Linked DNA regions of Zea mays: all the other regions are linked to region 1. A link is a contact called in public Hi-C data. All regions are on one chromosome and are shown on one strand. Each heading gives the region's core, a stretch centred on a gene start, on an enhancer-like site or on the middle of the called end of the contact. The rest is flanking DNA. Distances are from core to core; before and after follow the strand shown.

Evidence for each region. Hi-C and Micro-C count contacts between places; a contact is called where the count stands out from the background.
Region 2: a contact with region 1 is called in a Hi-C map of leaf mesophyll, with 4 times the contacts expected there. The contact joins the promoter of LOC100286183 here to the promoter of LOC100279329 in region 1. A contact is called at or near these places in 2 of 25 Hi-C or Micro-C datasets (endosperm and leaf mesophyll).
Region 3: a contact with region 1 is called in a Hi-C map of ear, with 4 times the contacts expected there. The contact joins the promoter of LOC100273645 here to the promoter of LOC100279329 in region 1. A contact is called at or near these places in 3 of 25 Hi-C or Micro-C datasets (ear, leaf mesophyll and tassel).
Region 4: a contact with region 1 is called in a Hi-C map of bundle sheath, with 2.1 times the contacts expected there. The contact joins the promoter of LOC100193727 here to the promoter of LOC100279329 in region 1. A contact is called at or near these places in 4 of 25 Hi-C or Micro-C datasets (bundle sheath, endosperm, leaf and 1 more).

What each region holds. Positions count from the first base shown.
Region 1 is chr3:161,167,412-161,173,081 of Zm-B73-REFERENCE-NAM-5.0, reverse strand. It overlaps LOC100279329, which reads left to right and starts at 2,106. Exons shown (of 14, transcript NR_176412.1): 1 at 2,106-2,467; 2 at 2,990-3,158; 3 at 3,254-3,386; 4 at 3,473-3,643; 5 at 3,836-3,918; 6 at 4,018-4,131; 7 at 4,219-4,285; 8 at 4,390-4,495; 9 at 4,586-4,644; 10 at 5,011-5,120; 11 at 5,286-5,419; 12 at 5,527-5,612. It overlaps LOC100272251, which reads left to right. Exons shown (of 5, transcript NM_001146746.1): 5 at 476-1,093. The coding sequence ends at 565.
Region 2 is chr3:160,734,942-160,740,611 of Zm-B73-REFERENCE-NAM-5.0, reverse strand. It overlaps LOC100286183, which reads right to left and starts at 2,829. Exons shown (of 16, transcript NM_001159071.2): 1 at 2,504-2,829; 2 at 2,134-2,333; 3 at 1,809-1,888; 4 at 1,600-1,713; 5 at 988-1,111; 6 at 827-885; 7 at 662-733; 8 at 18-85. The coding sequence starts at 2,646.
Region 3 is chr3:160,750,660-160,756,329 of Zm-B73-REFERENCE-NAM-5.0, reverse strand. LOC100273645 (60S ribosomal protein L13) reads left to right here and starts at 2,357. Exons shown (of 5, transcript NM_001161720.1): 1 at 2,357-2,404; 2 at 2,762-2,895; 3 at 3,439-3,572; 4 at 3,829-3,987; 5 at 4,089-4,520. The coding sequence starts at 2,787. The coding sequence ends at 4,313.
Region 4 is chr3:160,875,143-160,880,812 of Zm-B73-REFERENCE-NAM-5.0, reverse strand. LOC100193727 reads right to left here and starts at 3,015. Exons shown (of 2, transcript NM_001138815.1): 1 at 2,816-3,015; 2 at 1-1,002. The coding sequence starts at 2,904.

The DNA.
Region 1 (5,670 bases), core at 857-3,356:
CCGATTTTACTTAAAACTGTGTCAATTCCATTCTTAATTAAGGGACAGCTAAAAAATATTATGTGAAAATCTAACATCAATGGCCGGAAGCCCTGTCAGAGCTCAACTCAGTTATGTAGCTCTACTCTTAAGTAGGACAAGATAACAAACGCCAAAAGTCATTCTTGTTATATTCTAATTGAGCTTTTTTGGTATGATTTCGACGGCAAGTGGATCGTGCTGCCTTACTATTCTAGAGTCAACCATTTGTAAGCTGGACACAGTAAACGTGCATACGAACCATGTCTCACAAAATGTTCTGTTTGTATATCCTGAAGCTTGAAAGGAACACCGTTCATCAGAATGGAACTCGTCAGTCATCTCAGAAAAAAAAAGAGATTATTGCTCACTATGAATCATTTTTTACGAAATTGGTAAATGCAGCTATGTATTCCTCGCATGTTAGTCTGAAGTTCTCTATTATGATGAAATGCAGATGTTGGCAAAAGAAAACAATGGTGGTGCCGGTGCAAGTACAAGCAGCCAGATGTTGCTTTACTCGGCAGAGCGTGCAACCGACAAATGAAACGGGGCGTGCATCTGTTGCTAACGGGGCGGTGCCGGTGCCGCATACTATTGTTGTGTAGCTGAGGTTTGTCAAGGTGGCTGCTGGCAAGGTTAGCCGAGGAAGTGGAGTTCAATAACAGGATGCGGAAACTGTGCCGCTCCTTGCCGAACTTAAGCCCCGTTACGTTGTCGCACAAAGTTTATTTCCTAGCACTGTGCTTGCTGCTTATGTTTGTTTGGATGTGCCAACCTGCAGTGACCCTCGTGGAGCCTGGGTCTCACGCTCCTCTTACCTAGTGTGATGTGCAGAAAAAGTGTGATGCTGTAAAATTATGTGATTGCCTAGCAGATGTCAAATTTTCAATCAGTAGCTAACTCCTTTTAATGGTACAGGCTTGCATGATTTCATCTGCAAAAAAGAGAGGGCGGGTTGGGTGTCAAATCTAGCCGGATGTTTTCGCAAGTTTGTGATAAAAATTGTGCTGTACACTTGTGTTTATGCAGTTGCCCTAGGCGTCAGTGGGCTGAAAGGTAATATCTGTGAATTATATACTGTGTGCTGAAAGCAGTTGTCATAATAATGATACGAAAACAAAATCTTATGTCGTTAACCTATATAATTTTTTTTAAAAAAAATTGCCGATCAAATCGAAATATTTGATATAATAAAACATAATACTACTAGATGGAGGAAAGTTAGACTGACCGAGTATGGAGGAAGTATCTAAGGGGGTGTTTGGTTTCTAGGGACTAATGTTTAGTCCCTTCATTTTGTTCCATTTTAGTATATAAATTGACAAATATAGAAACTACAATAGAGTTTTAGTTTCTATATTTGATAATTTTGTAACTAAAGTGGAATAAAATGTAGGGACTAAAAATTAGTCCCTACAAACCAAACACCCTTTAAGAATGCGTGGCGGAAGTAACAGAAGAATGAAGGAGCGACGACCTAGCCATCCATCCGCCGCCGGCGACGGCGTACCTGGTCGAACTGGCGTGGTCGAGACGGAGAGAGGACCCCAAGCCGCCCGCTCTCGTAGCATTTGCATTGCACGCGAGCTGAGGCATTGTCTCCCGGCGGCCGGCGCCAGGTGTTCGGCCTTCTGGTGCACGGCCACCAGCGCTCGCCGCCCGGCAGCGGTATATATACTGCCCGGCGGCGTCCCCGGCCCCTCACCTCAGGGAAGCGGCGCGGCGCGGTGGTCAGTCCCGTGTCCCGTCCCGCGGGCGACACATCACCACCGCCATGCGTCTAAACAGTCGTGTCGACGCGGGATTGCGCGGGTCGGCCGCCCGACGGGTGGCGTGGGCCGCGTCGACACGGTTGGATTTCGATCGGAGGCCCGGAGCTGCTCTCTCTGCAGTCTGCTATGGTCCCCACATCCGCATCGCACGCCTCGCGGCATTATCCAGCCCCAGCCGTCAGCCACTCAGCCGCCTCTCGTCGACACGAATGCGCAAAGCAAACACCACGCGGGCCAGGCCAGGCGCGCACGCACGGGACGGGGGCATCCGAACACCACCACCCAGCACCCACCAGCTCGGCGAAAAAAAAGAAGGAAAATTTTAGATACCCTGCCGCACGCCGCGACCTTCGGCCCCGTCTCCGGTCTCCGCCTTCCCCCACCTATTGGGGAGCGCTCCTGATTCGCGGGAGCCAGCGGGCGAGACAAAGAGAATCCCCCGCTCCTGCGCCGCCGCGGATCAGCGCCGTCGCCGATCGGAGGCTCTCGCTTCCCCCGGCGGGCGGCGCGCGCCGGGAGATGGACGGCGGCGCGGGCGCGGGCGCCGGCCGGAGGAACGTCTCATCGTCCTCCGGATCCAGGAGGAGGGTCCTGCCCGCCGAGAACGGGCACGGCCATGACGCCCCGCCGCCCTCCAGGCGGTCCTCCGTCTCCCTCTCCCGCGGCCACTCCACGTACGTGATCCGCCGCACCCGCCTTGCTCTGCCCTTGTTATGCGTAGCGTAGACCGTGCTCCGTACCTACCGTCTCTGTGGCATGGACGCATGGTGTCTTCGGATCAAGGCTTCAAGCGTCGCGTCGCGTGTCAACCTGGAGTAGCTTCCGTGTGCCTCGCTTTGTTTGTAGCTGGGAGCTTCCATAGCCTAGATTTGACACCTCCCCCGGTTTGTGGAATCGATGGATGTTACGCACTTTTTAGTCTAACAATACCAAGTACGGGCCGTTTTTCAGTTACAACAGACAAGTGCTGAATCCCATTCAACTCTTACAACCATGCCGTACCACATACGCATGACTCCGGCTGTGGAATTTCGCGTGTAACGTAAACCACACACGTTTCACTAACACAAGCAAGATTGCAACACGACATTGATTGCTGTCAAGCCATGATTATATTGCCATGCCTGCTCTATCAAATGGACAAGACCAAAATCTTCACAGCTGAAAAAAAACGTACCTCGTGTGATTCTTTCCAGGTCACTGACCGGCGAGAGGACCGTGAAAAGGCTGAGGCTGTCCAAGGCGCTGACGATACCGGATCACACAACCGTGCACGAGGCTTGTCGGAGGATGGCGTCACGCAGGGTTGACGCCGTGCTGCTGACTGACTCCAACGCTTTGCTCTGTGGGATCCTCACCGACAAGGTGAGGGGATGTTCCTTCGCTTTTTTTTTCGTGTCAGTGCCGCCTTAGATGTTCCCATTTCTCACTGTATGCTGTATTTTGGGAACGCTGGTCAGGACATAACCACAAGGGTGATTGCTCGTGAGTTGAAGATGGAAGAGACACCGGTCTCCAAGGTCATGACCCGAAACCCTGTATTTGTTCTCGCGGACACGCTTGCAGTCGAGGCGTTGCAAAAGATGGTGCAAGGTCTGTGAATGCTCCCACGGTTTCTGTGCGCCTCACCTATATTCATCTTTTAATGTTCCCTGATGAAACGTATCCTTCGGTTCCAGGTAAGTTCAGGCATCTGCCTGTCGTGGAGAATGGCGAGGTCATTGCAATTCTGGACATAGCCAAGTGCCTATATGATGCTATTGCACGGATGGAAAGGGCGGCGGAGAAAGGAAAAGCAATTGCCGCTGCCGTCGAGGGCGTTGAAAAGCATTGGGGAGCAGCTGTGCCTGGTCTGTACTTGACATATTCCCTACCTCTTCTCATCTTTATTCTACATTTGGAAATGAAATTATGCATCCAACTTCATTCTACTACCCTTCACCTTTATGTTTCACATGTATATTATAAACTTTATGTATGAAAGTTTGCTCTCATGGCTTTTCTAGTGTGCTCCTTTAATCTTCTCTCTGTTTATTTTGCAGGTCCTAACAATTTTATTGAGACGCTTCGAGAACGGATGTTTAGGCCATCGCTGTCTACTATTATCTCTGAGAATCCAAAGTAGGTAATATCCGTTCTTTTTTCAGATTAAGTGCCTTCTTGAGCATTCATGCAACATAAATGCCAGTTCAGAACAACTTATGTCCTGATCTCAATTCTTTAGAGTTGTCACTGTTGCACCATCAGACATGGTGTTGACAGCATCAAAGAAGATGCTGGAATTAAAAGTGAGTTCAGCAGTTGTAGCAATTGAAAACAAACCTGGAGGAATTCTGACGTGAGTACCTTTTCTTAGTCTAATCACAGGAACAACTATTTCTAGACCTGACTCGAACTACAAGCCTTGCTTTGATTTATATGACAGATCTAGAGATATATTGATGCGTGTTATCGCCCAAAATCTTCCTCCTGAGTCCACCACGGTCGAGAAGGCAAGTCTCTTTACAATTACCTTTGTATCGCTATGCAATCACATTTAATTATCTGTACCTACTCATCAACTAACTGCCATCATGTTTGAAATTCCTTTCCACAGGTCATGACTCAGAGTCCTGAATGTGCCACAGTGGACACCCCAATTCTTGATGCTCTTCACACAATGCATGATGGGAAATTTTTACATTTGCCTGTCCTGGACAGGGGTATGTCTATGAACCATGAGCTAACTGAACCCTGTCGTTGTCTTTTGTAATAAGACTGTTTAATGGGTATGACATATTGTCTTCATCCAGATGGAAATGTTGTGACTGTTGTTGATGTTCTTCACATAACTCATGCTGCAATTGCTACGGTGAGTGTCAACTTCTTTCTACTTGAATCTAATGCAGATATTTGTGCTTCCATCTTACCTATTACCCCTATGCACTCACTTTTGCTGGTCTGAGGTTAGAAACCATTTTTGCTATATGTTAGTGCCCACTGCCCACAATACTTGATTGTCCAGTGTGCAAAATGAAGTCTCTAGAACTCAGTTGTCATTTGTACTGTAATTGTTATAAACTGCATGCTATAAGCTGTAACTGTCATTCGTACAGCAATTTGTGCTACTGTAAATTTTAGTAAGATGTACGTCTGCAAGTAACATTGACCATTATGTTAGTGTACTTGTCTTCTCGACTGTGCATGCCTGACTGCCTGAGTACCTTTTTCTGTCTAGGTTGGAAACAGCGGGGCAGCTGGATCCGAGGCAACATCTGCCATGATGCAGAGGTTCTGGGATTCAGCAATGTCCATTGGACCTATTGATGATGACGATGACTCGAGAAGGTTAGTTTGTTGGAAAATGTACCAACGTACATAAAAGTTCTGCATAAAATTTTTGACTTGTGACAAAGCCAAAACGATCTATAATTTGGATTAGAACGGAGGTAATATCATTCTGATGGCATCCTGTGTTTTTTGTGTGACCGGATTTACCTGGCATTTTCCCAGTGAAGGGTCGACTAGAGTGGTATCTGAGGCAACAGATATAGGAAGACCAGCCTTCTTTCCAGCTTCTGGCTTATCAAACACTTTTGGGTTCAAGATTCAGGATAAGCAAGGGAGGATGCACAGATTTAACTGTGGTATGCATGCTCACCTCAATCCGCGGACTGTAGTCGTTTCATAAAAAATAATAATTGTTTCCAGTGATTTAAATTTGTCTCTGAGCTTTACCTGTTCTGAATATCAGAAACAAGCGGCCTGGCAGAGCTGATAACCAGCATTCTTCAGAGGGTCGGCGACGACATTGACAGAAAACACCTGCCGCAAATTTTGGTACTGGCTGAACCTAACACCTTCGTCAACACGAGACAGTACCCGCGTTGCTATTTCG
Region 2 (5,670 bases), core at 1,580-4,079, 430 kb after region 1:
TTGAAATGAAAACTCACCTAACTTCCTTGTTCCATGCAAGACCAAGCACAGAACTTCTGTGGCTTCCTTTCTTATACTTCTTCCCCTGCAAGAGAGAAGTATAGCTCACGAAGACTGAAGAGGAAGTAAAAAGGAATGCTCCCTTGCATACATTGAAATGCACAACATACTATCATGAAAGAAAAAAAGTGCTAACATTCTAACAATCTTTGTTCTGGCCAAGTACATTCAGCCAATCAACATCATGATGTTAAGCATTCGCATGGGAACCATTAGCTGCACTAATCACTCTGATAGGCATAGAAGAACCCCCAGTGTTGCTGCTTGCATCTAAGAAGAGCCTAGTAAAAATATGCGTGAATCTAGCCAAAAGTTCTGCTGCCAGTTAGCCAGAAGTCCAGAAAGACGAGGCACCAGCACCACATGGTAAGGTAAATAAATTTCGCAACAGAAATCAAATAAATAAATAGTAATTTGGTGTCAACAAGAATACTAGCATTTATCAACAAACTAATGCAAGAAACTCGCAGTATTGGGTAATGCTGGAAATATTGACTGCAATTATAGAAGGAGAGCAAGATGTTTAGCATAACATCCAGAAAAGCAACCTACAGAAGTATGATAGCCCAAATCTCATTCAAGATTAGAGATAGTTGCAGACCTTTTTGCCCTTTGTCTTTTTCTTCTTTTTTGAAAGTCCTCCTAGCACCATGTGCGGTTGCACTTCATCAACCTGTTGAGAAATATCAAAGGTGCACCAAATAATATATCAACTGTTTTGCAATGAGGCACCTCATGGTTACAGCCCTCAAACAAGAGACCTTACCATATCTAAGTCCCATATTTCTATGGCAGGATCCATGGTTCCAACGGCTACAAAATTCCCTGTGATATTGAAGTGTGGAGAAAGCAACAGAATCAGATAAGAAGTTCCTTCCAATCCAAAGAAATAAATTGGTATCCCTTACTTTAACATGCCAGCTTTACCTTTTTCACCACCTTTCAGATTAAAATCCATCCAAGCTGTGCATAGCGGAAAATCAGCGAGAGGAACGTCATGATGCACAAAGATATTTTGTTCACCATCATTTGTTTCTTCAAGAATGTTGACCTGTCATCGACAATAATTTAACAAGTATGAAAACTAATAGCATAGGGCAGTCTGGCAAGTCATTCTGCCAGGGCGAAAAATGCAAAGTAACAAGACCAGACTGTATTTTTACATGGACAGACACTATGAGCACATGCTGGGGTCAATTTCCAAACACAAATTTACTAACTACAGCCAGAGCTAGTAATGCTATAATTTCATTCTTGATACATCAGTGGTCACCTAAAAGAGATGGTGGTAGTATACCATATTCTATTACTACAAGGAACTATTAGCGGTGTTAGCTGAAGGGAATCAGCTAATAGCTAGCTAGGTGGTAGTAGCACTAGCCAGACTATTAGCTGGGGATCCAAGCAGGATCTAGGCTAATTTAGCAGCTAATTGTTAGCTCTAGGAGATCCAAACAGGCCGACTCATACAAGGAAAAAAAGCATTATCATGGCTGTTTTTCCCAAGCAAAATCAGATTATATGGTAACCGATACTTGCCTGAAGAGAGAAGATATCGTCCTCACTATGTGCACAGACAATAACAAAATCAGTAGGCATGATCATCTTATCTTCGATTTCCTCATCATCATCGTCGTCCTCCTCATCATCCTCCTAATAAGGTACAAAATGGGTATCAATATGCATCCATTTCTTTCCATCAGCAGTACACAAAAAGCAAAGTAAAACAGCAGAGGAATTGAACTCACATTGTTCTTCTTCAGATATGGGTCCATTGCGTTGCTCGGATAGTACAAGTCCCCCAGCCCAGAGCCGAAAATATCGACCTCTAACATAATCACAGGTTAAAAAATCATCAGTCGCCTATTCGCCACAGCTCACCTGGCCGATTGAATTAATTAGGGCTTGTTCGGTTCTCTCTCAATCCATGTGGATTGAGTGGGATTGGATGGGTTTAAATCCCAAGCAAATCAAACTTCTTCTTAAAATTTTTCAATCTCATCCAATCCATGTGTAATGGTAATAACCGAACAAGGCCTTAGCAGGAGGATGAATGGAAGAGAAGGCGCACACCTTCATCTTCATCATCGTACGCGTCCATGTTGAGTTCGCGGAGCTCATCAGCGACGTCGTCCGCCTTGCTAGAGCCCTTGCAGAGCGCCTTGGCTACGGCCTTGGCTCGGGCAGCCTCATCAACCTCCTCCACCGTTTCCGCCGCACCGTCGAGTTCCATGGTGGCAGCATCATCATCCTCGTCAGCGTCGCTCCCGGAGCTGGATACAGGTTACATGGCAAGAAAAATGAAACCAAGTCACTGTCGCTAGAATTAATGATGGAGAAAGACAGGTTACACACGGCAACGAAACAAAATTCGTCACTATTGCTGGAAGTAGAGCACGCGATGCAAGGATAGAAACAGAGGGCGGAGGGAGGCGGCTCTCACTCTCTGCCCAGGTCGAAGGTCTTCATGGCCTCGGCGATCTCCTCCTGAGTGGGCGGGTCGGCAACGACGGGCACGCTCTTGGCGGCGCCCCTGGGCACCCAGGATATCGCGGAGATCATCCCCTTGATCGAGTCCTCCTCCATCGGACGATATGAGCGAGTCCTCTCCCTCCTTCAGTGGTTTGTCGCGGAGGTGGCGCGTGGGAGGAGGCGGAGGTGGCGCGTGGGAGGAGGCGGAGGTGGCGCGTGGGAGGAGGCGGAGGTGGCCGGCGGCGAGGGAGAGAGTATTGGAGAAGGAGGTTGTGGCTGTGCCGATCAAGGGAGAAGAGATTGAGAACGGTGAGGGGCTAGGGTTTAGATGCGAGTTGGGCCGATCCGTACTGTCTAGCCTTCGTAATGTCACTGGATGGGCCGGCTGTCTTTGGGCTTGCTCTAGCGACTTCACGTAATTTTCGCCCACCAGCTCTTAAAACCATTCAAAATTTCGCCCGCTAGTCGGGGAACCCATTTTTCCAAAGTATTTTCATTTTCTAAAAAAATAGTTTATTTTTTCTTGAGAAAATAGAAATTCCTTCGAAAAATTGAATTATCAAACTAGCCATAAATATGTTCCTTATAAAGACTAGTTTGGGAACCTCATTTTTCTACGGTGTTTTTATTTTCCCAAGGGAAATTAGTTCATTTTCTCTTGGAAAAAATGGGTTTTCAAACTAGTCCTAAAAAAGTTTTACCTCCTGGATTGCAAATAGGGGTGGGTGTTCGGGTTACCCGAAAATTTCGGGTCGGGTAATTCGGGTATTTTAAATTTCGGGTTTCGAGAATCGATACCCGAAATTACAACGGGTTTTACAATACCCGAAAAATCGGGTACTCGGAATTTCGGGTTCGGGTTCGAGTATTCCCAAACTACCCGAATTGTTGTGTTGGCTTAATAAAAACACATACACCCTATTAAATTAGTATAAAAATATAGTTTGAATAATGATATACATGGACATATAAAACACAAGCAATCTACAATCACAAGTTATGCACACTTACACATAATTATAGATGTACAAATTAATAATTAAACATGACATGAATACATGACACATGAAAGTTCGGGTATTTCGGGTACCCGATTGTGATACCCCAATTACCTGAAATAAATTCGGGTTTTGCAAGTTGGTACCCAAAATTCTCGAACAAAATTCGGGTTTCGGGTATTTCGGGTTCGAGTATTCCGGTTTCGGGTTACTGGATTTTTGCCCAACCCTAATTGCAAATGCGGTTTGTTTTTCTCCTTAATTTTGAAATCAATATCGTACTCCTGCAACCCTTACAACCATTAAAAATATATTTTTACACCTGTTACAAGTGGTTTTTTTAAGACATTTACATTATTTCCAAACTTAAAAAACGGTGGATAATTGATAAGATTTGTAAAGATAAAATGTGTATGAGCTCCAAAGCATCCTGATACAACATTCTAGAAATAGACTAGGACATGGCAAACCAAATAAATTAATTATATTTAGGGGTGTTTGAATACACTAGAGCTAATAGATAGTTAGCTAAAAAATTGCTAGTGAAATTAATCAGCTAAGAGCATCTTCAATAGTTATGTAAATTTAGCACCCTAAATTACAGATTTAATAAGTTGCTAAATCACTTTAAGAAGTAGAAAATAATGTGTGCTCCAACAGTTCTCTATTTGTTGGTTGCTAATTTTTAAATTTGACCATGTGAACAAAAAAGTGAGCATGCTTTCTATTTTTAATTGAGCTAACTCATCAATAACCTTCCATAATGTCTTGGGTGGTCAAAGTTGTCGATGGAAGACCAGAAGATCGCAACGACGGCATGAAGACACCACGTGGCACTGGAGATGGATTTATGGTCAATGGGACGGTGGGATGACACAAACGGTGGCCGAAATATGGTTTTCCCGGTGGATCTAGAACCGACATTGATTTAGAGAGTTCCAACAAGGTTTGTAAATGCATGGATGAAATTGGGTTTTGTATGGAGATCGTAAATTTAAAGGCCTGCTTTACAAAAATGTTGGAGAAGTGTTTTCTCCGAAAACTTCGTAAATTCATATTTAAAAGTTTTCTACATAACTATTAGATATTAGTTAGACTGTTTAGATGTCTTTAAGTAATTTTAGCAGCTAACTGTTAGATCTAGTGCATTCAAACACCCCTTAGATCTAGTAGTATAGCAAGAAAATTATCAACGTTCTAATTGGTGTCAAGACACGTTTCAAAAACATTTATACATGAGACGAACCATTTTAAACCGTATTTAGTATTACTTAGACTGTTTTAAAAAAATAAAATCATATTTAGCATTACTAAGACTGTTTTAGGTAATATCCCATTTTCCAAAAGCTAAATAAATTATAAAAAGTAATGAAACCCTCTCGAGACCCACTTAGGAAGAGATTAAAGGAATTAGAGTGAATTAAATCCTTTTTAGTTAAAATTAAATAGAAAGCAATTTAATCCCCTCAATTCTTTTCTGACTCTTTGCAAACCGAGCAAGGGCTTAGCACGGACATAATTTAAACGGGTTCGAGGTTCGAGAAGAACAACGCATGTCTGGTTTCGAAACTCGACCGAAAGAAAAGCCAGACGATGGCAGTAATTGACAGCGTGTTCGGCTGGTCTACTTCGGCTTCTTCGGCTGGAATCAAAAAGGCCCAGCCGTTCGGCTGGTGGGCTGCAGCCGTTCGGCTGGCCTGCTACGGCAACAACACGCTAAGTTTTCCCACGGATGAAAGCCGAACAGCTACTGTATCTGCAGCCCCTACAGGGCCGGATGGAAGCCGAACAGCTACTGTATCTGCAGCTGCAGCGGCTTTTCAAGCAGCCGAACAAGACGTGAAGCAAGTACGTAGCATGTTGTTGTTTGCCCGAGCTAAATCCGCACACGTCAGATACCCTCGACAGGGACGTGCAGTGTTTGACGCCGTGCATGTAGCATATGGATGAGGATGAGTACGTGCCTGAGGCTGAGCTGAGTGAGAACAAAGTAGATGATGTATATACGTTCTCCTATGAATTAAAGGATGATAACGATGGATGATGGAATTGTTTACTAGTCGTCGAGGTCATCGATCAATGCACGCGTGCTGAATGTTGTGGCACGTAACCCACGATCTCCATGCAACCAAAATCTGAA
Region 3 (5,670 bases), core at 1,108-3,607, 420 kb after region 1:
GAGCCAAGGCATTTTCAATTGGATTTTTCCTGTTTCCAGCACTTAGACACAATACATTAGTCCATAAAACAATGTACTAAGTCTGAGAAACATACCTTTATCCTTGATTTGTACTTTGTCCATCTTTTACACTTAGGCACTTGTGTTGGACACTAAATCACCAAAATACTTAGAAATGGCCCAAGGGCACATTTCCCTTTCAGTTGCGAGCTCTTGTTGCGACTTGTGTGTGTGTTGATACTTTGATTCTTGTGTCTTGTGTGCGTTGCTAATCCTCCCTTGCTCTGTGTTTCTTTGTGAATTTCAAGTGTAAGGGCGAGAAGCTCCAAGTTGTGGAGATTCCTCGCAAACGGGATAAAGAAAAGCAAGCAAAACACTGTGGTATTCAAGTGGGTCTTTGGACCGCTTGAGAGGGGTTGATTGCAACCCTCGTCCGTTGGGACGCCACAACGTGGAGTAGACAAGCGTTGGTCTTGGCCGAACCACGGGATAACCACCGTGCCATCTCTGTGTTTTGATCTGTTGTGGTTATTGCGTTTTGACTTCTCTCTAGCCACTTGGCAATTATTGTGCTAACACTTAACCAAGTTTTTGTGGCTTAAGTTTTAAGTTTTACAGGATCACCTATTCACCTCCCCCTCTAGGTGCTCTCACTTACCGATAGTGGTGGAGGACACATTAAAATTAAGATGTTGCTGACATAACGGCGAAATAAAATTTACTATTACCTTATTCCAGAGTCATCATGATCATAATCCATTTATAACTAAATGTTGTATAGCGAATGAATCTGAAAAAAGAGAAATGTGTTATTAATAGCAAATTGAGGTAAAATTTGTTAAACAATTGAAATAAGAATATACATTTCCACGGATTCATTTTTAAATAAGAGAAATGTGTTATTAATAGCAAATTGAGGTAAAATTTGTTAAACAATTGAAAAAAGAGACATGGAGGGCGATGTAGGAGAAGAGGCGATGAGATACGATGTACCACATCACCATGTCCACGACGGAAGCCAATACTTGTTGTTGGGTTGTTGCAGCGCGGGGCGGATCTGCGAGGAGGAGCTCGGGCGGCACGATGGCTCGCGGGGAGCACCTCATCTTGCCGGCTGTCAAGGAGCTGTGGTGGAGCTCGCCTGGCTAGGCAGACAGGCGACCTGGGACTAGGAGGCGTCGTCGAAGCCGAGTCGGCCTAGGCGTGGGTGGTCCGGAGCTCGAGCTCGGTGAAACAGGGAGATTGGAGTTGGCACCTGGTGGAACAGGGACATGACAACGACAGACGACCGACAGAGCTTAGATGCTGGCGTCGACGGTCGAAAGCGGGTGCGTTATGCGTGCATCGGTCTTGCCCAAATAGTAGGGTTAGGACTTAGAAATTAGTTTTTTTTACTGTGGGTCTCTAGTTGGGCTGGGACAAGGTGTTGCTCGAGCAACGCCTCCGCTCTTGCTTACCGGCAAATGCATCTTCAAGAGATGAGACCATACTTTTGCTCAGTAATTTTAAGAACGGGTTTGGTGACCAGAGAATTGAAGAGGATTCATGTGGAAGAATCCTCTTGCACACCATACAAAGCCCTGTCACGCCATGAAAGGGAAAATATGCACCAACAAACAACCCGTACATATACAATAGCGGTCCTAATCCACAACAACAAAGAATACTACCTCCTTTTACAAATATATGATAATATTGACCTTTTTTCTAAAAAAACTTTCACCACTCATCTTATTCAAAATATTTATTCAAAAATGTAACATTTTAAGTCATGTTCAAATGACCTCCAATGATAAAAATAAATTATAAAAAAATAAACAACAACTCACGATTTTTTTAAATAAGATAAGTAATTAAAGTTTTTTAAAGTCAACGACAAAATATATTTGTGAACTCATGGACTATATTTCAACTCGATAGTCGGCCATTGTTTGTTTTCGGTCACGTAATTCTAAAACCGTATATATTTTGTTCATCAAACTTTTAACACATGAAAGTTTACCCTTCGAGTAGGTAAATTTAAGATGGTTTTATGTTTATAAAAAAGTAAAAGACCATTTAAAAATCATATTTATTTATGTTTAAATCAGAAAACACGACAATTTTCTCCCTAAATATGAAACGTGCACCTACGGCCCAAACAGCATGGAACGGAACGGGGACGTAGAGGCCCACCTCATGGAAATATTTTCACTTGTCCATTAGAAAGGCCCGATGAGATCCGCCCACTCAACGGCCCATCAATTCCGTCACCAGAATGGTGAGATCTCGGCCGTCCAAGCTAGGGCTCGCGCCTCCTCTCCTCCGACCCCTATAAGCACCCAACCCTAGCGCAAAACCCCGCCTCCGCTGGACACCCCGCTCCGCCTCCACTCCTCGCGCCGCTGCCGCATCTCCTCTACAGGTAAGACCTTTTGCTCGTCGGCTTCCTACCTCCTGGGCTTCGTTCTGTGCTGCGTGTGGGTTCGTTGCCCGTCTGATCTCGGTTGTTAATCGACTGCTTAGCCGTGGCCTGTGGGATGCGCACGCGGATCTTGCTGCGCGACGGCTCTGGGTTCCTCTTGATCCGTTTCCTAGCGCTGACCATAGGATCTGGTGTGCTCTCGATGCGTTTGTGTGCATTGGTGTTGCAACTTGCTCGAGGCGCTGCTAACGAGAGCATAGGGTGGAGCTGGCGGCAGCTCGTTGATTCTTGTTCCCGTGGTGTGCTCGTTGCTCGTCTCTGCTGATGCCGTCACTGTTGCGTTGTTGATGTGTACAGGTAAGAAGGAGAGAAAGAGGGCGAAATGGTGAAGCACAACAACGTCATCCCCAACGGGCACTTCAAGAAGCACTGGCAGAACTATGTCAAGACATGGTTCAACCAGCCCGCCCGCAAGCAGAGGCGCCGCATCGGTGAGCTCATCGCCATTTTTTAGCCTACCTACAACATTTCGCGTGCTTGTTGAATTCAAACTAGCTAATAAACAGGTCACTTGTCCTGCCCATTGCAATTGCCTCATCCCCATCGATAATGAACCAGTGCAAGGTTTAGTTTGTTGCAATCTAGTATGTTTGGTTTCGTATTGGCTTGCTAAATAAGTTAGTTTTAACACTAGTTTGTTCATCCTTTAAACTGTAACACCAGTTGGCTGTTCCTTGTTTGTACCATGACACCACCTAGTATTCAGGCCTGGCGGCCTGCACTAGCTAAGCCTGGATAGCTCCCAAGCCACCACCTACCGGGTGTCCGGGTGAATATGCTAATCGGGTTTGCTATGCTTGTATCTGATTTGCAGTGCATTGTTTTCCCTTTATGCTATCGATGAAGTAACCAAACTAAAAGTTCACTTGCTTTACTCAACAATTGCTTTCATTGATTTACTTGTTATGTATGATTTCCCCCCTATTGCACCTGCTGACAAGCGTATAATTTACCCTGCTATGTTCTCTGTGCAGCACGTCAAAAGAAGGCTGTGAAGATATTCCCACGACCAACTGCTGGCCCTCTTCGTCCCATTGTTCAATGCCAGACTCTCAAGTACAACATGAAGTCAAGGGCTGGGAGAGGCTTTACCCTTGAGGAGTTGAAGGTGATGCATTGTTTGCTCTTGAGCCATGTTTGTTTTGTTGTTCTCATATCAAATGAATTGCTGTTGTATGTATGCCACATGCTATTTTTGTGTGAACCGCTGTATAGAGGCTGATATGCTGTCTTTTGCATGACCACAAATTTTCTAATGTTTATAAATTTTGCTATCTCATGGTGTTTAATTTTTGCTGTTCCTTTTCTACTTGTTGAATTACCTTGTGTTATCTTGATATTAGAAGTAACTATGTTGATTGCAGGCTGCGGGCATTCCAAAAAGGCTTGCTCCAACCATTGGCATTTCTGTGGATCACCGCCGCAAGAACAAATCCCTTGAGGGGCTGCAGGCCAATGTCCAGAGGCTTAAGACATACAAGGCCAAGCTGGTTATCTTCCCAAGGCGTGCTCGCAAGGTCAAGGTATGAGTAGTCATCTTTTCCTGAACAATTAAGTATCTCTTGAAGGCATTGTCTCTGGCTGCTTTGATCTCAAAATCCCTTATCACCTACTTTTGTTGCAGGCTGGTGACTCTACTCTGGAGGAGCTTACCACTGCTACCCAGGTACAGGGTGACTACATGCCAATTACTCGCGGTGAGAAGCGCTCTGTAGAGGTTGTGAAGGTCACAGATGAGATGAAGGCGTTTGCGGCCTATGGCAAGCTCCGCCTTGAGCGGATGAACAAGAAGCACCTCGGTGCCCGCCAGAAGAAGGCAGCTGAGGCAGAGAAGGAAGACAAGAAGTGAAGCAGCCAAACTTTGTAGCCTGTTTTGTTCTGTTCAGTCATAGCGAGATGCTACTTCCATCAAGTGCTTGTTCCAAGTTTTTTTTGGGTGCTGGAAATAGAGACCAGTCAAATATTTTGGTGTCCTACTGTTTGATACCTTGTATTTGTTTGCGAACTCAGCTATCTAATGGGTTAATGAATTCTTGGCGACGCACGATTCTGCCTTAATGTTTTGAATTTATATAGCATCTTAAATGTTCCTGCTGCGGCCATGGCTATCTCCAGTCTCCAGTGGATGCCCCAAAGGCTCAAACGGTATACTCTCTTTCTGCGAGAAGGTCTCTCGTTCGTGTGTTCGCAGTTGTCTCGTGTTTTCCACAAGCGCGATAGCTATATGAGTTTATGGTATCTTGCGAGAGCTATATGATTTGTATGGTATCTTGTGAGCTTAGATACCTTCACTAAGAGTTGTAATGGTATTGTAGAACGGTGGTAGTATCTTCTAAGAGCATACGTTCAATTTAATTTAGAGTGTTTGGTTCTTTAGTCACTTCTAAATTTTAGTCATACTTTAGCAGTTTAGGGATTACTTTAGTCACTAAAATTTAGATGGTGGGATCAACACCCCTTTAATTGAGTTGACATAAATCTTGAGCATAACAAAGACCGAGATTGTTAGCAACTAAGATTTATATTTGCTCTGTTTCTCTATTCTTGCTGCTATTTTTGTTTCTCTGTTCTTGCTGCTATGAAAAGAAAAAGAAAGGAAATTAATTCTAATCCTAGTTGTGGGCTCCTAGCAAACTCTTATGTCTTATCAGCACTATATATACGTGAAAACTCCTTGTCTTGTCAAGGTTATAAATATATAAAACTCAGTTGTACATATTAGTACCTAGAAGAATAAATAATATTATATCTCTTGTATTCTACCTGCATCTATTAAAGATAATGTAAAATTATGCATAAGTGAAGGTTTTCCACATTCACATATATGTATTTTATATCCTATACTCAATACAAATAAAAAACAAAGTCTACTTATATAATATATATATAGAAACCATAACAATGCACGGCCCCACATATATATGTTATTTGTCGCGCTAAGTGATGATCACATATCCTGAAATAACTTAACAAATATAAGTTATTCGTGATATTTGTAAGTTATTTTAGGGTTAGTGATCATCACATAGGGTGATGAATAGTGTTGCTCTATATATTTGTTTTTTTAGGTGGGCACTATATATATGTTGTAAATACTAATATCTAGCGAAATAAAGAACAAACTATCTAAGGTGTCTATGTGTTCTATTTTATCTACTATATTGACAATAATAGAAAGGGAGAAATGTTCTGATCACCGGCGATTT
Region 4 (5,670 bases), core at 1,766-4,265, 290 kb after region 1:
TCCACCTCCTTCCAGAGGAGAGTCATCTTCTGCAACTCCCATATGCAGATGCAGGTCGCTGCATTTTTGCACAGCAGACCCACCAGCATAACCCTTCCCTGGAACTCGGCAAGTGTGTGATCAGTCAGATGCAGTGGCAGTGGGATGGCAAATTGCCTCCAAATCCCGGTGCTTACATCATATGACAAAACACCATCTGGTTCTGCGCACATGAAGTATATCATGCTGCCAACCGCCACTGGTTGTGACCTCAAATTTAGAGCAAGTGGAAGTTTGATGCTTGGAGGAAAAGTTCCAGGGCAAGACCACACGTTCTTTGTAGAGTCATAAACTTCGCAAGTCCCATCAATATCTAACCACATTACTTTGTAGCCATCACTAGAACTTCTTCCATTCAACACCATCCCTACAACGACTCTTGACCAACCATGGACTGATCTTGGTGGGATCTCCTTCAGTGATTGCGTAAGAGGGTTGCAGATGTAAAAATTCCTGTGGCTCAGATCCAATAAACATACAAGGCCACCCACGGATGCCACTGGAATAACTATCTTCGTATGATTGAGAGGAACAGATTGGTGGTGCCATTTCTTCAGCAAAGGATCATACATCGCAACATTGTTGTTTGAATTCTCATGAGTGATTGTATAGAACCATGGCAGTCCATGTGGAGCTTCAGAGTACTGACGAGAGAAACTGTCTGAGCCCAAAAGGGAAGACCACCTTCGGCAGACAGTGCGGAATCGAAAAATTGCAGCAACAGGAAGCCTTGCTATGACAGTTTCGAAAAGATCTTCAGGGAAATCTCTCCATATCTCTTGTTCCATGACTTCAATTTTGTTTGAGGAGGGTGCCTTTTCACGGTTTCGATCTCTCCGCGGTCGCTTGCAAGGGGGAGATTGGTTAGTTTCCATGATCTTCAGTAATTCCGAGTTGTATCCTGAGCTTCCCCCACAATAATCATCCTTGATTGAACCATGTTCGAAGTCAGGTAAATACCACCTGTAGCATATTGATAGCCCAGTTAGTCCATTTTATTTAAGGGAAAATTAGTCTGGACAGGGTATGAACTATGAACAAGATTTTTTTTAACTGCAAAAGAAAAGGAATAATACAATATATAACCCCCAGTTTAGTTGTTTACCATTCGAAGCATTGTTTTGGACAAAAATACATACAGAAGTATGAAAGTGTCATGTCAATAATTTTGACAGAATCACTTGACTGAATGCATGATTTATTCATGTTGTCGTACATGGAGCAACATGCTTACACTCAAAAAATGACTAATCTGTAACTGTTTTCTCTTGCTTGTCCAATGGGAAATATGAATTTATCAACTAGTTCGCTTTCTGTAGTGCACAAGTATCAATTTTGTCATCCATTTTCCAATCAACATTCATCAACCCTCTCTAAAGCCAAGATGTGATATTCATATTATTTGCCAGGCAATCAGACTATCAGAGGTGTCATGGTCAACCAAGTAGTTTATATCAGGAACAACGCTGGCCAATCATATGTTTCTCAGCAGATTAGACTTGGTATACAGAGGATAATATATTATATTCTTGTGAAGGGAAACAAAAACTCAAATGGCTGGATTCTATGTGAATCTGAGGAAAATTGAAGCTGGGAGGATACTCTCCTTATGGCCTGACAGGCAATGCAGTGAAGGCCTCTTTGGATTACATCCAGGAAACATTGCCTGACATGAGAAGCTTGCCAGAACTCAATTTTACTTGCTACAGGATGGCATGTAACTTTCCACAGAAACAAACTCATACAGCCTAGTGAAGAAAAGAAATCGCAAACAGCAAGCAGCCAAGCACGACGACGCTTATCAAAGCGTGCATAAGAACAATAGCGGTGGCATAAGAGCTTAGAACGAGTCCCAGCATCGAGGAAGGGGGCATATTAGAATGGCTTCTCGGGTTTCCACCGCATGTCCAGCTAAGCCCTGGGACTGGGAGCACTGGAGCAGGTTTACCAAGTCCGCCTCCATTAAAAACCAGTAAAGCACGTGAGGTAAGTTGATTTCCTCCCTTTGCTTTGGTCCCCCTTGCCAACAAAGCTCCACGACGCGGCTCAAAAGTCAAACTGACCGGAGATATGTTAAGATTATCATCGGCGTCGCGTTCGCTAAACTAACCTAGGGTGGAGGCTGCCCTGGTCTCGATTCCATGGGGTTGCGTAAATAATAATCGTGTCCTATGCATGGGGCCAATGCCAAAACCTGTGACCATGGGGCACATAAACTAGCAACAGCCAACATGCCAACAGCAAAGTCAGCAAAACGTAATGTAAAACTAGAGCGAGGGAGGGTATACGGATTGTTACATTTCTACGGCGCGCGCCCTGTTCCTCCGTTCAACAGTGCCAAATCTAGCGCGGAGGAGGTAGGGGTGTGGGGGGAGTGGACGCAGGTAACACCAATTCGAGGGGCCGAAAACAGTGGATCGAAATCCTGTGGCGCACAGACAAGCACCCCAAAGATCCGGCCTAGTAATCTGCTTGGGGAAGTGAAACAAACAGGCGCGGCAGATCAATCAATCAACCGACAAAAAAACAATCAGCTAGTGAGGCCGGCAAATTCGCGATGCGATTGCAAACCCCCGCAGCGCGGCGAGCAGATCCGCGCGAGGCGGGGGCAGAACGGCGGGAGTATAAAGGACGGGGGCGGGGCAGCGAGGACGCGGACGAGAGCGCGAGGTGGGAGCGGAGTAATAACCAAACAACGGGGAGAGAGAGAGAGAGGGAGGAGGAGGAGGAGGAGGAGGAGGAGGCCAGGAGGTTTTCGTTCGCTCGTTCGCCTTGCCTGGGGACGGGGTTGCCGTTGGCGCCGTAGAGGTCCCAGAGCTCCTGGACCTGGCCGACGAGCTGGCGCAGCGCGGCCACCTCCCCCATCGCCAGGCCGCCGGCGCCGCAAGCGCGCGCGCGCCGCCGGCCTCCTCACCGCGCCCCTCCACTGCCTCTGTCGCTCGCCCCCTCCTCTACCTCGTCTTCCGGGTCGGGGTCGGGCCTTCCGGTCGCACCCTCCCTTTCCGCTTCGCTAAATGGACAGCAGCGAAGCAGGTGACGGCGTGAGGCCGCGCGTGCCGTGTCCGTTTGCGTGGCTTCGCCCTCGCCGTGTTCCCGTCCCCGTCCCGTGTGGTGTGGGTGCGGTTTGCTTTTGTTTGCTCGGGTTTATAGATAGCTAGTGTCATCGGTTGGGTTGGGTTTGGGTGTGGTGCGGTTTAAGTAAGCATCAATGATGTCTTTTGTTTTATAATTGTTTTATAATATAACTATGTAATATATGGTCATACTTTATAGTGGGAAATACAATACCAAGATAACACACGTATAAACATGTTTATGCTATTACTAAAAAAAACTATAATCATAATTTATGAAACATTAATGGCCGTGGTTTCCTTCTCACAAAGGTAAATTTGTAGATTAGAGAGTGGTTTGCGGGTTGCAGGTTACTATTCTGATGGCCTTGCTCTAGAGAGCCTAAACAAAAAATGGATTGTTGCCTATTTAATTAAAGTTTTTTTTGTATTTGATGATCAATATAGTTATTTAGACTAATGTGTTTGCTAGTGTTGTTTATTATAGTCCAAAGGATGAACGAAGACAACGAAATGATCAAGGAGATCAACACTCTAAAGCAAGACATTGAATAATTATTAAAGATCTATCAATATCATGCAAAAGAGTCCAAGACATAAGATGTAATAAGCCCACACAAGAAACACAAATACATAGAAAACGGGCTAGCACTGGACAGGTGCAGTGTCTATTAAAAATTAGGCTGAAGAATAAGTACACCAAACGCATATGTAAACCTAACAAGTATACCAGATGTCACATTGGATAGAGCATTGGACGTGTCCGATGATGCATCAGATCATTCACCGAACAACATGCTCAAAAAGGGTTGCAAATGCAACCTAGTTGGGTATAGCTTATCGAATATGTGTGTCGCAACGGTTACCTAGGCTTCAATGATTAGCAATGACTAGTTCACAATGGCTAGCTGACGTAAAACTCACTAGATGTGTCTAGTGTGTCATCAGACATGTGTGGTGATGTGCAGAAAAATAAGCTTTGTTTTAACTGCTCTTTTGGGATTGGGAGTGTCGGGGACTATAATTAGGGGTACCCCTAAGACTCCTAATCTCAGCTGGTAACCCCCATCAGCACAAAGCTGCAAAGGCCTGATGGGTGCGATTAAGGTCAAGGCTCGGTCCACTCAAGGGATACGATCTCGCCTCGCCCGAGCCCAGCCTCGGGCAAGGGCAGCCGACCCCGGAGGATCCACATCTCGCCCGAGGGCCCCCTCAAGCAACGGACACACCTTCGGCTGCCCGAGACCCAGTCTTCGCCAAGAAGCAACCTTGGCCAAATCGCCACACCGACCGACCGTATCGCAGGAGCATTTAATGCGAGGATCGCCTGACACCTTATCCTGACGTGCGCTCTTCAGTCGACAGAGCCGAAGTGACCACAGTCACTTCGCCGCTCCACTGACCGACCTGACAAGAAGACAGCGCCGTCTGCGTCGCTCCGACTGTTGTGCCGCTCGACAGAGTGAGGCTGACAGCAGCCAAGTCCGACCTCGGGCGCCATAGGAAGCTCCGCCTCGCCCGACCCCAGGGCTCGGCCCCCGTCTCGGCCTCGGACGACGAACTCCGCTTCGCCCGACCCCAGGGCTCGGACTCAGCCTCGGCTCCGGAAGACGACGGACTCCGCCTCGCCCGACCCTAGGGCTCGGACTCAGCCTCGACTCCGAAAGACGACGAACTCCGCCTCGCCCGACCCCAAGGCTCGGACTCGGTCTCGGCTCCGAAAGACGACGAACTCCGCCTCGCCCGACCCGGGGCTCGGATTCGACCTCGACCTCGGAGGAGCCTTCGCCTCGCCCGACCTAGGGCTCGGACCGACCACGTCACAGGGGGGGCCATCATTACTGTAACATCCCAAAATCCTAACCTAGGTTTGAAACCCTAATCTACCCCTCCCCTCTTTTCATCCTCTAATTCCAAAAACTCCCTTAGATTTTCTTTCATCATATGCATACACTTTGTTTGATCACAAGCACCTCACTTAGATTTTATTTTCCAACACCTAGAATATCCACCAAATAATTTTGTGCAAAAAGAAAAAGAAACAAATAAGAAATGAGTTGAGAAGGTAAAAAGAAAAAGGAAAAGAATCCCCCCTCTGCTGGGCCAATTCCGGCCCATGGCGCGACCGCCTCCCCTCCCGCGCGCCCGCGCATTCCTCTCCCTCGGTCCATTAGTCGGCCTGCTCACGCGCGAAGCCGCCCGCACGCTCCCCTCACCCGCTCTCGCTGACACGCCAGCCCCACCCGCCAGCCCCTCTCGCTCGCGCGTTTTCCCTCTCTGGCAGACCAGCCCCACCGGTCAGCCGCGTCGTCTTCCCCGCGTACGACGCTCCACCGTCCCTTCACCGCCGTCCCCTCCATCATCGTCCCCTCGCCGCACAGGAAGAGTTCGGCACCGCCTCGTCCTCCCCCCCCTTGACCAACGTCCTTGCCCGGTACCGCCCCACCGTGGAGTCTCATCGGCGGCGCTGTGCGGCATTAATGCCGGCGCTGTGCACCTCACCGGCGCCCGCCGAGCTCCGCCGCTCCCCTTCCCTCGGGCGCCTATAAAAAGGTCA